4 separate regions of the Mus musculus genome follow, and all the other regions are linked to region 3. A link is a contact called in public HiChIP or PLAC-seq and promoter capture Hi-C data. All regions are on one chromosome and are shown on one strand. The core of a region is the stretch at or near the end of the contact, and the rest is flanking DNA. Distances in the headings are between cores, read along the strand shown. Region 1 holds the start of Ush1c (USH1 protein network component harmonin). Region 2 holds the start of Abcc8 (ATP-binding cassette, sub-family C (CFTR/MRP), member 8). Region 3 holds the start of Sergef (secretion regulating guanine nucleotide exchange factor). Region 4 holds the start of Myod1 (myogenic differentiation 1).

Region 1 (3,683 bases), core at 811-3,310, 400 kb before region 3:
AATCCTAGGAGGGAGGGACTCCTCTGCTCTTATTCACCCCACCCCTCCCTGATTGACTGGCCAGGGGCAGGGTACGCCAGAGCTACTCATAAATGTGTGATTGCTGGAGAGGCAATAAATGTTTTCTGAGCAAATGAATAACCAGGTTTCAGCATGGCAGCTGGGAACAAAGAGGCTGCTTTGAAAAGCTGATGCTCCACACAGCTCCAGGGAGAGACCTTAGTCCCTGGTCATCCTGGCCCGGCCCTTTCCATCCCAAGGCCGTTCCCTCCATCTGGGAAGGAAAGTTAGTGTTTTAGGTGCCGTTGACTGCTTTTGGACCAGAACAGACCAAGAACTGGAGCGAACATTTACAGTAACACACACAGACTTTGGCTGGGGATCCGAGCATCCACACTCAATTCCTACCTAATCCTGTCTCTCACATACACACACACACAGCACAGCACAACCCCCTCACAACGAAGGAAACAAAAGCTCAGAGATCCAGTGGCTCGCTCAAGGTCAGTGAGTGGCAGAGATGAGAGTTGACCCTCAGTGTTGGGACTCTCCAAGAGTTCAATTTACATAACACACACTCGGACACACACACACACACACACCCCTTATTCAGCCTTCATGATAATGTTATTAAACAGTATGCTCAATTCACAAATTTGGGACCTGAGTCACAGGGAGGTCACCCAGTGTCAGCCATGACAACACATTACCTTAAACAGTACCTCTAGCAACTAAAGAGTTAGACTGTAAACTTCTGCTTAGGAGAGAATTTCCCCAAAACACTCAGGAAGGGGGTCTTTGGAAAGCTGTAAATCTCACCCAGCTCGCCTGTCTCTCAACCTCACCTTTCCTCTCAGTGCCTGGATGATCCGCAGCACGAGAGAGGAAGGCTGTTGCTATGTCTGAGACTACAGGGCACAAAGTCCAGCCCAGGCCTTGCTCGCTAGGATGCCTGCCCTGGCTGTGACATGAGAACATTAATAGATAATGACTCTGAGGAGGAGCCCGGACACGGAAATGCAGAGACCTGAGGCCCTCTAGAACCGGGAGAGGAAGAATAGAGGTGAATGTACAGTCAAGTCAGGCATCAGGGACCCTGGGGGTGATCCTCTCCAAAGAGATAATGTGTAGGTAACTCCACTGCAAGAAATTGAAAGAGAAGCCGACTTTACGTTACTCCCAGCCTGAGGCCAGGAAAGAGAAATTTAAGCTCAGACAGGAGCCAGGAGCCTTTAAAGTGGGTTGACTGAAATCGACACTCAGCAAATGTTAACTGCAGCTGAGCTGTCTCCCCCCCTCCCTGCCCTGACCCTGAAACACACACATCTCTGGGCTCAAGGCACATCACCGAACACAAATGGTCCCCTTGACAATTCAACAGGTGCCCCCCCCCTTCCCTGCTGAATTTTCTGCCACTTCTCACGACTGGGAGTGGGGGCAGGAGCATCTCGGCGCGTGCTTAGGAAGCTCTCACCCCTGCGGCCCCTACCGAACCTCTGTGCCCAAGGCCTGCCTCCCATCCACACTGGGCAAGCCATGGTAGGGTGCAGACGGGATCTGACACGGAATGGCTAAGTGCTCAGGACACGTTTAAATGAGTGATTGGCTGACCCCTGACGTTGGGCCAGAGCTCTTGGCCCTGTAGCCTCTGTGGTTCCACAGTGACTGGCTTCCGGGCATCTCTGGGTCTCTGTGTGGAAGGGAGGAGAGGGGACACCCAGAGTGAGCTTTAGGCACTCAGACCCTTCAGACTGAAAGGGCTTGGTATCAAGCGGCAGGGTGTGTATACAGCTCCCTTCCTTGCGCAGGACCTGTGATGAGCTGTTGACATGGCTTTACCCCCATCTGGGACCTGCTAGGAGGCCACCACTGGGTCCCCTGTCCTTCAGTGACCTTCTGTGGCCTCCACAGACCCTGTAATCTGGAAAACACATTAGGTCTTGGAGGACTTTGAAGAACCAATGTGGCCCCCTCACTGTCTGTCCCTCTCAGTTCTGACCTTGTGTCGGAATTCTCGGGCCACCTTCCGGTCCATGACTGAGCCTGATCCAGTTGCTTTGCAGCTCCACTTCTTAGGGTGCCTGGCTGCGGTGCTCTGGCAGGTTAGCTGCCAGGACAGGACCTGCCTCCCTCAGAGCTAGGGGTGGGGCCTGGAAGAAGCAGGGGTGGGGACAGCCCGGAGGCGGGGTCACCTGTCCTGCAGTTCAGCCGGGCGGCCCTGGAAGAAAAGAAGCCTCGTCGTGTGGATGTGCTAATGGTGGCTTAGTTAGTGAGGCTGGCAGTGTTTTCCAGAGTGGTCCACACACACATTAAGATGGAGGAGACACAGGGCAGTAGGGGTCAGGGGTAGTTTGAGACTGCTTTTCCTTTCTGAAAGAGCATCTCATGTGGCCCAGGCAGGCCTTGAAGTGAATGTGTAGCAGAGGCAGGCACAGTTGTAACTTCAGAGACACAAGAAGGCTCTTCTCTAGATCTCTCTGCCATTTGCCAGCAAGCAGCCTATTCTCATGGTGGCTAAATTATGGCCTAGACTAAGGTATAAGTATAAGTTGTATGCCTGGGGAAATAACTTGCGAGAATGATCCGGATTCTCAGCTTCTGATCTAGTACCACTCTGGTGCTGTGGAAAACACTGTGCTCAGAAGCAACTTGGGGAAGGAGAGCTCTATTCCATCTTAGGCTTCCAGGTTCTGTTCCATTGCTGACAGAGGCAAAGGCGGGAACCCAAACAGGAGCGTGAATCAATGTGTCCTGCTGGCTCACTCTCGTGCTCTGACTCTCGTGCTCCCAGGTTCATGCTTAGCGAGCATGCTTATAAGACTCAGGACCACCTGCAGAGGGATGCTGCGGTCACCATAGGCTTTCTGTAAGTCAGTAGCCAGGCTGTAGTCCAGCCTCTCTCCTTTACTGCCTCCTGCATCAATTAATACTTGAGGCAGTCCCCACGGACAAGTCCACAGGTTAATCAGACCTAGGCTTTGCTCTCAGCTGACTCTAGGTCATGTCAAGTAGACAGTTAATGCTAATTAGGATTCTTTGTCATTAACTGAGTAAGTCAGAAACTGGACAGAAAGGCTTATGGGGCATTTAGTGGTCCAGAAAAGACCACATGGGATGCAATCCTCTTTCAATTTACACCTTTGATTCTCTTTTTTCTTCTCTTTTATGTGAGTACACCGTTGCTCTCTTCAGACACACCAGAAGAGGGCATCAGATCCAATTACAGATGGTTGCAAGCCACCATGTGGTTGCTGGGACTTGAACTCGGGACCTCTGGAAGAGCAGTCGGTGTTCTTAACCACTGAGCCATCTCTCCAACCCCTTTTCTTCTCTTTTTTGAAGTTTATTTTTATTTTTGCGTATGAATGTTTGCTTGCACACACACACACACACACACACACACACACACACACAACCACACACACACAGTGTGCATGTCTGCTGCTGTGAAGGCTGTGAAGAGGGTTCCTGGCATTAGAATTATAAACAGTTGTATGCAATGTGAATGCTGGGAACAGAACCCCCATGCTCTGCAAGAGCAACAAGTCCTTTTAACTACTGAGCCACTTCTCTAGCCACTTCTGAATTTCCAAAGTATATCACATGGCTGTTGGTTTCATATTTAGAACCCGGGGAGGGGGAATGTCCTTACCCAGAAGAACGCAGCCCATAGCCACTCAACC
Region 2 (3,697 bases), core at 1,100-3,599, 460 kb before region 3:
CTTGTCACCTCTGCCGCAGCCCAGGCACTGTTCCTCATCCTTCTCCGTCCAGTGCCGTAGTCTCTCCCCCTGCCCCACCCCACAGCAGAACACTTGTCACCCATCCAGGCTCAGCTCCAAAGCCCCCTCCACCATGGAACCTATCTGACACTGCTTTCTGATCTGCTCCTCCCAGATCATGTCTGTGTGGTAGGATTTGATTTATCGTCCTAGGAGTCAACGTTTGCAGAGCTTTTGTGGGCTGTGCACTGTGAATACAAAGAGGACAGGCATCCCAGACCTCACATTCTGACAGCTTTGCGAATGGAAACTTGGACACACTTTCCGGTCTGTAGGAGAGGTGAGGGAAGGGGTGAATGTGGGGGCAAGAGTGGGGCTAGAGGCAGGTGGGGCTGTATCGGGACAAAGATGAGGGCCCAGAGATCCTTGAATCTTGTAAATGAATGGGAACCAAGGAGAGGCCTTCAGTAAGAACAAGTGACAGGATTTACTGTCCCCTCACGCACTTCAGTCACTTTCAGAGAGACCGGGTATTGCCCACAGCAGCTGGGACACTCTGACAAGGCTCTCCAATGGTCTCACTGGGAACTGGTACAGAAATCTGCACCCCTTTATCCTCCAGACTGATGGTAGGCCCTGCGTCTCATATGTGCCTAAGGCCTGGCGCAGTTCACACCAGGTACTGGTTTACAGAAGGCCGATGAGCAGGCACAGGGAGGGTCTCCTGCAGCTTCCCCACTCCCCTGGAGCTCACTTACCCATCAGACAGGATACCCTCAGCGATCTCACACACCAGGACAAAGAGCAGCATGAAGGTAAGGATCCAGCGCAGGTTGTGGCCAGGGAAATGGAGCCAGGTGCTATGGTGAATGTGTACCTTGGAGCTCTGGCTGCCCCATCCTGTGGGGAGAGACGCAGAAGGCAGGACGCCCACCTGGAGGCCCAGCATGGTGATAAGGAGACCATGCAAATCCTCCTTCCCCAGGGATGAGCATATGAACTGGATATCCAGGCACAAAGCCTGAGCCTGCAGGCCGGTCCTAAGCAGGGACCACCACACTGACCTCTTGTGTGACTGTCTACCCATTCTGTTTCGTTTCTGCTAGACATATGGGCATGCACATCATTTACCTCTGTCAGTAACTAGCAGCTTCCTTCTGCAGCAGCTCTTTATTTATTTATTTATTTATTTATTTATTTATTTTTGAGACGGGGTCTTATGTTGCCCACACGAGCCTTGAACTTCCTATGTAACTGAAGATGACCTTAAACTCCCTGATCCTCCTGCCCCCACCTCCCAAGAACCGAGATTTCCAGGATAGCCCGGCTCAGCAACTTTTTACTAATTTAGTTCAATGGCCACCTCGGCCTTCTACCCTAAAGAGTTTTAAAGATTTGCTATTTCTCTTAATTAATGTAAATGAACAGTCAACACTCTTTGAACAGAGCTGATTGGCCTGAGAGATTCAAGGATGTGGAGAGGAAGGGACCAGACTGGGCGCCCAACTTTGTAGACCACTTTCAGGCAAGCGCGCTGGGAGTCGAAGGGGGTTCCTAAATCTGATCTGAGTTGACTCACACTGTCCTGAAGAAGTTACAAGAGAAGAACTGCCTTTGGGGGTGGCGGGATACCGGCACCCAAACTCTATCTCTTTGCAACGTGGAACGGACCCCGGGCCTGGGAAATGCTCTGCCCAAAGTCGGGAAGTTGGGCCACCGGAACAGCTCGCTGACCTCCACCACCAACCTCCCTGGCTGGAGTCTGAGCTCCCTCCCGAGTCTGTGACAGCACGGCCGGGGGGAAAGGATGGCCTGGCTCCCGCCGCAGCGTCACTCAGGGTGAGGCCGATTCCCTCGCGTGCAGAGCCCCATCCCGAGTCAGGCTCTGCGGTAGCAAAACTTGGGGATCCCTAAGGTCGCTAGCGCCCATCGTGTCTGGCGCGAGTTCAAGGATAGGGGAGGGTGCGAGGGGAAAAAAAAAGAGACGCACAGCAGGGGACCCAGGAAGACCAGCAAGCCGGTGGTGCGGGACTGCCGGGGCCGCGCGCCACCCCCACCCCGGCCACTCGTCCTTCCCCCACCCGTCCTCCCGCCCTCCGTCGCTGGGCGCGCGCTCACCGATGAAGAGGATGGGGAATGTGATGAAGAGCAGGAAGACATGTGGCACTACGTTGAGCGCGTCCACGAAGCAGCCGTTGTTGAGGACACCTTGGTCCACCCGGTAGGCGGCCGAGTGGTTCTCGGTGCCGCAGAAGGCCAAGGGCATGGTGGCGCGCGCACGGGCTCTGCTCTGGCTCCGCGCGCCTCCCGCGCCTCTGTTCCTCGCAGCACCCTGGGCTCCCGCACGGCCCGCCCCGCCCCGCCCCGGCCCGCCCCGCCCCCACCTGCCGCTGGGCCCCGCCCTTCCAGCTGCTCTTGTGGGGCGAGGGTGGGGTCTCACCCAATGCGCACGTGCGCTGGGTGCGCAGGCGAGGCGGTGTCTGAGTGGGAGTAGTAACCAAGATGATCCGGGTGAGCCCGGAGTGCGTGGATTTGGGATTCCCGAATGTTGATTCTCTGGAACTAGGCTCAGCTGGATGTAGATCAGAGGGGTCCCCATAGGAACAGAGTGGCACAAGCCCGTACCCGATTCGGTCCAAAGAAACTAAAGAACTTGAACTTAGGAGGGTGCGTGGGAATTTTCAAGTGTCTCTGGCGCGGGGTCGCAGAGTGACCTCACAGCCTGTCCCGATCTTTCCCCTAAAAGATTCAAGGTGTCCTTGCTAGCCAGTGGGAACCTGGCCTGAATCTAGCTCTCTTCCCTTGTGGTGATTAGGGTTTTTGTTTTGTTTTTGTTTGTTTGTTTAAAGATTGGTTTTCTCTCTCTCTCTCTCTCTCTCTCTCTCTCTCTCTCTCTCTCTCTCTGTGTGTGTGTGTGTGTGTGTGTGTGTGTGTGTGTAGGTACCAATAGAGGCCAGAAGAGGAACTTGGATCCCCTGGAGCTGGAATTATTGGTTGAGAGCTGCCTGGCATGGGCGTTACTGGGAACAGAACTTGGTCTCCTCAAGAGAGCCCATGGGAATACTCTTAACCACGGGGACTTCTCCCCAGTGCCTGATAGTTTTTAATTGTCCACTTGCCACAACCTAGAATCAATTAAGAGCCTCAGTTGAGGAATTGCCTAAATCAGGCTGGCCCGTGGGTATGTCTGTGGCTAACTGTCTTGATTATTAATTACTGTGGGAGGACCCAGCCCACTGTGGGCAACACTATTTCATGAACAGGGCCCTGGACTGTGTAAGAGTGGAGAGAGCTAGGTGAGCAGTAGGAGAGCAAGCAAGGACCAGAGAGCAAGTAAGGGAGAACCAGAGAGCAAGCAAGGGAGGACCAGGGAGCAAGCAAGGGAGGACCAGGAAGCAAGCAAGGGAGGACCAGGGAGCAAGCAAGGGAGGACTACAGAGCAAGCAAGGGAGGACCAGAGAGCAAGCAAGGGAGGACCAGAGAGCAAGCAAGGGAGGATCAGAGAGCAAGCAAGGGAGGATCAGAGAGCAAGCAAGGGAGGATCAGAGAGCAAGCAAGGGAGGGTCAGAGAGCAAGCAAGGGAGGACCAGAGAGCAAGCAAGGGAGGACCAGAGAGCAAGCAAGGGAGGATCAGAGACCAAGCTTATCCTTTCTGGTTTTGCCTGTGGATGTGATACTATAAGCACATGCATGTATC
Region 3 (3,239 bases), core at 27-2,526:
TGGAAAATGACAGCAACACATTCAGTTACTAACGCCCACCCCCACCCCACCCCCCAACCCCCACCTCCCACCCCCCCTGCCAAGCCTCGTTCAAGTGCTACTTCAAGGAGTTGAGCCAGCCAGCCAGGCCAAGCCATGCTCTCCTTTCTGACAGCCTTACACTCAACAAGTGAAAGGTATATAGATAAATTCTAATTTTGGCAAAAAACATAGCTGTTATGGCTTCCTCTATCACAAGAACTGGGAATAGCTATGTATTTCCCAAACATTAACAGATGGCTGTGCACACAAGTACTCATTCATTCGTTTCATTCGCTCGTTCATTCATTCATTCATTCATTCATTCTTTAGTCAACAAATATTTCCCTGGGGTCTACAAGATGCCAGGCACCAAGAGAGACAATGTGAACACCACTGGCTCAGTACTCGCTCTCAAGAACACCTCCGCTGTAGTCAAGGAGACTGCCGTTAACAAATCATGCATTCCATTACAATTTTGGTATTTAATACTAAGAACAGCAACACCCGACATATGCATGCTGTCACGCATGTCCCCCACACTCGTGGGTATAAAGCCTCCTCTCCAATCACACGGAAGGATGACCATAGGTCAGTCAAAGTGCAGTGTCAAACCTGCCCAGCCCAGACTTCCACACCCCCAGAAGAGAAAAGATTTGGTCACAGCCGAGTAACAGCAAATACGCAGGGTCTGTGCCTTGCGCGGCCATACTCCACAGGCCTCACATCCACAGGACGCTCCCCAGGGTGATGGCGCTGGAAAGAAGCCTTCCATCCTCCAAGCAAAAGGCAGGTTCGATGACACAGGTGGCCCCAGGAGCTCTGGGACCGAGATCTCTCTGCCAAGCCTCCACGCTGTCTTTCTAGGCAGTCTGGCGGCCGAGCGCTTTCCCAGAATGGATGCTTTGCTCTGGATGCAGGGTCCTCCCGAAGTGCTTCAGTCCCTCGGGTCCTCATCCCACAGCTAGCAGTAGGCCCCTCAGGCACTGCGGGGAGACCCTCCCTCCGCACCCTCTCCTCCTTGCTGCAACCCAGGATCCTCCAATCCAGGACCCTAGCTCGGGCCGCCGCCTCCCAGCTCCCTGCCACCCACGCAGACGCCGGGAGCTCCCGGGTCTCCTCGCCCCTTCGTCTCTGCCCTAGCCCGGGGGCGGAGCCACGTACCCAGGCGAAGAGCACAGCAGCGGCAGAGACAGTCTCGGAGGCGCAGGACTCCCGCGCCATGCACACGCTCAGCCGGCGCTTCCGGGAGGGCTGACGCGGGGCGGGGCCTCGGAGGCCAGGGGCAGGGCGAGTCCGGGAGCTGGGCGCGGTCAGCGGGATGGAGGCGGGGTAAAATTAGGGATTAGGAGGGGCTAATGGGACTGGAGCAAGACGTAGCTAGGTATGGTCCTGCCCTAGAGCGCCGGGACTCAACCAAAGCACTGTCAGCAGGCACCTCGCGGCCGCCAGGGAACACACCCGGAGGTGCCTTACTACACCCACACTCGTAATTCTGCACCATGTTCAGTAATCTGGAAAACTCGCCACCTGTCCCACGCTGCCCAGAGCAGATGACCTGACAGGGGTGCAACAGCACGGTGGGAAGGGACCTGAACTGAAGATGGCAAGAGTCCAGTCCTGAGTCTTCACGAAGCTACCTTGGCCCGCTTCGCTGTGCGTTTGGGAACCCGAGAGTCTTGGGGAGCCGTGTTAGCCTTCCACAGCGGAAACCCACTACTGGTGACACAACTGGGGCTGGCTATTGTCTGATGTGCCCCTGCGTTCTCCCTACTCTCCGCGGCCCCGCACCATCTGCCCTAATTCTAATCACGAGCATAGATAATTCTCATCCAAGATAGATTTTCATACAATACAGCTTTCTATCAACGTTGTCGTGATGTTGGTGAGAGTTTAGTAATACAGTGTACCAGTGCACACTGGGGGAAATGGAATTTGGAATCTGGAATCTGGAAGGAGGACAAAAAGATCATGTCCCATTTAAGGCGATGATCTGCATTCGTAGCTCTGGCCCCTGTACAGACAGGTCTCAAGGCCTCGCCTTCCTTTTCTTCCTAGACCCTCACATTGGAAAATGTGTCAGGGAAGCTTCTGTCTAGGTCTCACCTGTTCATGCTACTGACATGTTACTGTCTGCTGTGTCTTGTGAGGGAAGCCACCCTTGGTCTTTCCTCCTCCACACTGTGGTTTCTTGAAAAGTTTGGTGGTGGTGCTTAGAAAGATCCAGACAAGCCAGGCAAAGCTGCTCTTACTCCAGAAAGAGAAAATAGAAGCCGTGAGAGATTCCATGTGCTGTTCACCGGTTTGCTGTTGCCATTTTGATCACTTCTTTCCAGCCTGTTCTAATAGGAAGTCACAACAGGGTATAATAGAAAGGTGTCTTACCAGCAGTTCCGGAAGCAAGAAATGCCAGTAACTTGCACATTGCACGGTAAGGTGGACTTGTGCGGGTCTTGTGCATGCTGTCAACAGTCTCTGGTTTTACAGACAAAATCCCAGCACTGAAGAAGAGAAGTGGGCACAAAGGCCCCTCCCTGACGAAGAAGCTATTTGCAATCAATACTTCATGAGAAAGAGAAAACCAGTTGTCTCCAATGGGACGATTGGGCATATCAGTCACCCTCCTGGGTAGGTCCCATGCTCAGGAGTAGCTGACCAACATAAAACAGACTCCATGTTTCATGTGTGGTTTTGGTTGTCCTTGTTATGGTTTGGTGAGTGTGATGGTTTACATATGCTTGGCCCAGGGAGTGGCACTATTTGGAGGTGTGGCCTTGTTAGAGTAGGTGTGTCGCTGTGGACGTGGGCTTTAAGACCCTCCTCCTAGCTGCCTGGAAGTCAGTCTTCCACTAGCAGCCTTCAGATGAAGATGAAGAACTCTCAGCATCTCCTGCACCATGCCTGCCTAGGTGCTGCCCTGCTCCCACCTTGCTGATAATGGACTGAACCTCTGAACCTGTAAGCCAGCCCTGATTAAATGTTATGCTTATAAGAGTTGCCTTGGTCATGGTGCCTCTTCACAGCAGCAAAACCCTAACTAAGACAGTAAGTTTTGTCTTTTTGGGTTTTGTTTCAATTTTTCCTGTTGGAGGTGTTGAAAGAGAACATGAGGAAGGACCTGGGAGGACTTGGGGGAGGGGAAAGAATATAATAAAACTATATTGTATAATTTTAATAATGTTTAAATATAATAAAAGTAAAATAAGGTAGGAGAAACCAAA
Region 4 (3,249 bases), core at 377-2,876, 260 kb before region 3:
GATAAGCCATGGTGAATGCTGAATGAATAAACAAAGTGAAACCATGGTGTAAAGTGTAAGCACTTCATGATGGGGTCTATCAGCACCGCCAGTATCAGAGACAAAAACCGTTGGACTTCAAAAGAGGTTCCTGGGTGAGTCTGATGGATAGAGAGGGCTTTCCAGTTTGTAAAAAGGAACAGTTAAAATGGCTTCCAGAAGTTAGTGGGAAAGACACCTACGTCACCCTTGCTTGGATTCCTGGCATCCGGGAGAGAAGACATAGCAAAAGTCCATAGCCAAGGAAGGCTTCTAGCCAGAGCCCCCCAAAAGCATGAACATCCCAGGGTTGGGGTGTGTTGGGATGTGTAGGAGAGCCAGAGATCCCACAAGGTGGCTCCTTCCTTTTGATCTTACCTCCCCAGTTAGCCTGCTGGAAGAGACCCAGCTGAAGTCTCCAGAAGAACAGAGCCAGAGCCCCCAGAGCCCTCTGCCAGATCTCAGTGCTGCAGGCAAAGCCAGAGAAGGTTGCTGGTTATGCTATGCAAGCGGGCAGGCAGGTGCTGGAAACAGAAGCAAGTCTCCCACCTCCACTGACATTTCCACATCCATCCCTGGTTTGGATTCTCACCCATCACCACAGTTACCCCCTGGACATTGTCATTGTTCCTGGATATGAAGTGGATACAGACTTGGGAAGAGGTCATCTCAACAAAGTTATGCCGACTCTACCAACTCTACAGTAGGTGAGGTTGTCAGGCCAGGTTCCAGCCATCACGATCCTTAAGAAAGGCATTTCCCAGGGTTCACTCAGAGCAAGATGGCACAAACCCATAGCAAACAGGTTTTCTTCTTCTCGGTAGAAACAGATCAACCTAGACCCCCATGGGTCTCTAGACACTCACAGAAAGTAAGTTGGAGGGAGCCTCCCTCTCTCTCCCTCCCTCTTTTCCTTGGACTGTCCACCCGGAGTTTGAGCAGAATGGCTTGAAGTTTTAATGATGATTCCCACTACGCATGCAAGGACAGCGCTGGGGTTCTAAGCTTCCCGTGGAAGAACAGATATTCTCTGAGCCATTCCCAGATGGAGAATGACCAAATAGCACTGCCACCGATTCATTTGTGCCAGGCTTGCTCACCTAGACCTTCTGAGTCTCACTGTCTCTTGCCCACTTTGTCCTTGGCTCAACTTCTCTGGGTGTGTCATCATTTCTCCACTCTTCTCTAGAACTTTCATTGTCCCGTAGCCTTGAGTCTCTCTCCAAACCTCCTGCAATCTGATTTCTAACTCCTATGCTTTGCCTGGTCTCCAGAGTGGAGTCCGAGGTCAGCTCCGAAGTGAGCACTGAGGTCAGTACAGGCTGGAGGAGTAGACACTGGAGAGGCTTGGGCAGGCTGCACCAGATAGCCAAGTGCTACCGCGTATGGCTGCCAGTCTCTCTGCCCTCCTTCCTAGCTAGGCAGCTGCCCCAGCACAGAGTCGCGGGAGGGGGCACTCCCTGGCCCCAGTGGCTACCCTGGGGACCCCAAGCTCCGCCCTACTACACTCCTATTGGCTTGAGGCGCCCCCGCCCCCAGCCTCCCTTTCCAGCTCCCGGGCTTTTAGGCTACCCTGGATAAATAGCCCAGGGCGCCTGGCGCGAAGCTAGGGGCCAGGACGCCCCAGGACACGACTGCTTTCTTCACCACTCCTCTGACAGGACAGGACAGGGAGGAGGGGTAGAGGACAGCCGGTGTGCATTCCAACCCACAGAACCTTTGTCATTGTACTGTTGGGGTTCCGGAGTGGCAGAAAGTTAAGACGACTCTCACGGCTTGGGTTGAGGCTGGACCCAGGAACTGGGATATGGAGCTTCTATCGCCGCCACTCCGGGACATAGACTTGACAGGCCCCGACGGCTCTCTCTGCTCCTTTGAGACAGCAGACGACTTCTATGATGACCCGTGTTTCGACTCACCAGACCTGCGCTTTTTTGAGGACCTGGACCCGCGCCTGGTGCACATGGGAGCCCTCCTGAAACCGGAGGAGCACGCACACTTCCCTACTGCGGTGCACCCAGGCCCAGGCGCTCGTGAGGATGAGCATGTGCGCGCGCCCAGCGGGCACCACCAGGCGGGTCGCTGCTTGCTGTGGGCCTGCAAGGCGTGCAAGCGCAAGACCACCAACGCTGATCGCCGCAAGGCCGCCACCATGCGCGAGCGCCGCCGCCTGAGCAAAGTGAATGAGGCCTTCGAGACGCTCAAGCGCTGCACGTCCAGCAACCCGAACCAGCGGCTACCCAAGGTGGAGATCCTGCGCAACGCCATCCGCTACATCGAAGGTCTGCAGGCTCTGCTGCGCGACCAGGACGCCGCGCCCCCTGGCGCCGCTGCCTTCTACGCACCTGGACCGCTGCCCCCAGGCCGTGGCAGCGAGCACTACAGTGGCGACTCAGATGCATCCAGCCCGCGCTCCAACTGCTCTGATGGCATGGTAAGGCGGGGGGCTCAGGAGGATGAGCAATGGAGGCGGCGCCTGGGGTATCTGCAACAGGTTTCCGAGGCCCTTGGGGTGGGGGTGTCCCTTATACCTAGATGCTCCTGGCATCTGACACTGGAGTCGCTTTGGAGACCCAGGGCATCTATGATTCTGCCGATTGGGGGTGGAACACTGCTGCGCAGACCCCGGGATATGCTTTTCCTTCTCATTATTACCCTAATGCAGATTATTGTTCCTGAGTGACTGTCCACTCTCAGTTTGGCCCCGCATGCGACAGCTTCCAGTGTGTGGCTGGCTCCTACCACCTGGGGCTGACCCAGTCCTGGAACCAGCAGCTGAGACTAAGGGAGTGAGGGAGGGGTGATGACAAGGAGTGTTGCTTGAGACCCACTCGGGCCCTGTAGACCTAACTCTGTTATCCTTGCTATTCGCAGATGGATTACAGCGGCCCCCCAAGCGGCCCCCGGCGGCAGAATGGCTACGACACCGCCTACTACAGTGAGGCGGCGCGCGGTGCGTATTCTCAGCTGTTCCCAGCTAGCAGGCCTTTATCGGCCTTCTGTATCCCCCTTGAAACTTTCCTCGCTCCCTAGGCTTAGTATCCTCTTCCTGCCTCCACCACATACATACCCGTACCTTGGGATGGCGGGGGGGGGGGAGGCTGGGGGGGGAGCATTGGGGGAGGGGACAAAGAACTATGATGCACACCTTCCTCTCCTTTCTCCTTCCAGTCTAGCAAGTCCTCAGTTTCCCTTTTGCTACAAAGCTCCGTGCCTATGGGCAGGAGACTT

Evidence for each region. Promoter capture Hi-C pulls out the DNA fragments that hold promoters and counts their contacts. HiChIP or PLAC-seq counts read pairs in DNA pulled down with a chosen protein or histone mark.
Region 1: a contact with region 3 is called in a promoter capture Hi-C map of embryonic stem cells, with 2.4 times the contacts expected there. The contact joins the promoter of Ush1c here to the promoter of Sergef in region 3. A contact is called at or near these places in 3 of 39 promoter capture datasets (the 3T3-L1 cell line, embryonic stem cells and pre-B cells) and 1 of 9 other capture datasets (macrophages).
Region 2: an H3K4me3 HiChIP or PLAC-seq map of craniofacial prominence shows a contact between it and region 3, with 6 times the contacts expected there. The contact joins the promoter of Abcc8 here to the promoter of Sergef in region 3. A contact is called at or near these places in 5 of 39 promoter capture datasets (the 3T3-L1 cell line, cranial neural crest, embryonic stem cells and 1 more), 1 of 115 datasets of contacts at active chromatin or transcription factors (craniofacial prominence) and 1 of 9 other capture datasets (embryonic stem cells).
Region 4: a contact with region 3 is called in a promoter capture Hi-C map of embryonic stem cells, with 4 times the contacts expected there. The contact joins the promoter of Myod1 here to the promoter of Sergef in region 3. A contact is called at or near these places in 17 of 39 promoter capture datasets (the C10 cell line, the HPC-7 cell line, the SN4741 cell line and 9 more), 7 of 115 datasets of contacts at active chromatin or transcription factors (embryonic forebrain, embryonic hindbrain, embryonic limb bud and 4 more) and 3 of 9 other capture datasets (adipose tissue, embryonic stem cells and liver).

Annotation. Positions count from the first base shown.
Region 1 is chr7:46,236,430-46,240,112 of GRCm38.p6, forward strand. It overlaps Ush1c (USH1 protein network component harmonin), which reads right to left and starts at 2,061. Exons shown (of 27, transcript NM_001163733.1): 1 at 2,000-2,061. The coding sequence starts at 2,035.
Region 2 is chr7:46,177,684-46,181,380 of GRCm38.p6, forward strand. Abcc8 (ATP-binding cassette, sub-family C (CFTR/MRP), member 8) reads right to left here and starts at 2,350. Exons shown (of 39, transcript NM_011510.3): 1 at 2,119-2,350; 2 at 759-900. The coding sequence starts at 2,266.
Region 3 is chr7:46,638,531-46,641,769 of GRCm38.p6, forward strand. It overlaps Sergef (secretion regulating guanine nucleotide exchange factor), which reads right to left and starts at 1,277. Exons shown (of 11, transcript NM_013789.2): 1 at 1,183-1,277. The coding sequence starts at 1,242.
Region 4 is chr7:46,374,848-46,378,096 of GRCm38.p6, forward strand. It overlaps Myod1 (myogenic differentiation 1), which reads left to right and starts at 1,627. Exons shown (of 3, transcript NM_010866.2): 1 at 1,627-2,452; 2 at 2,893-2,971. The coding sequence starts at 1,826.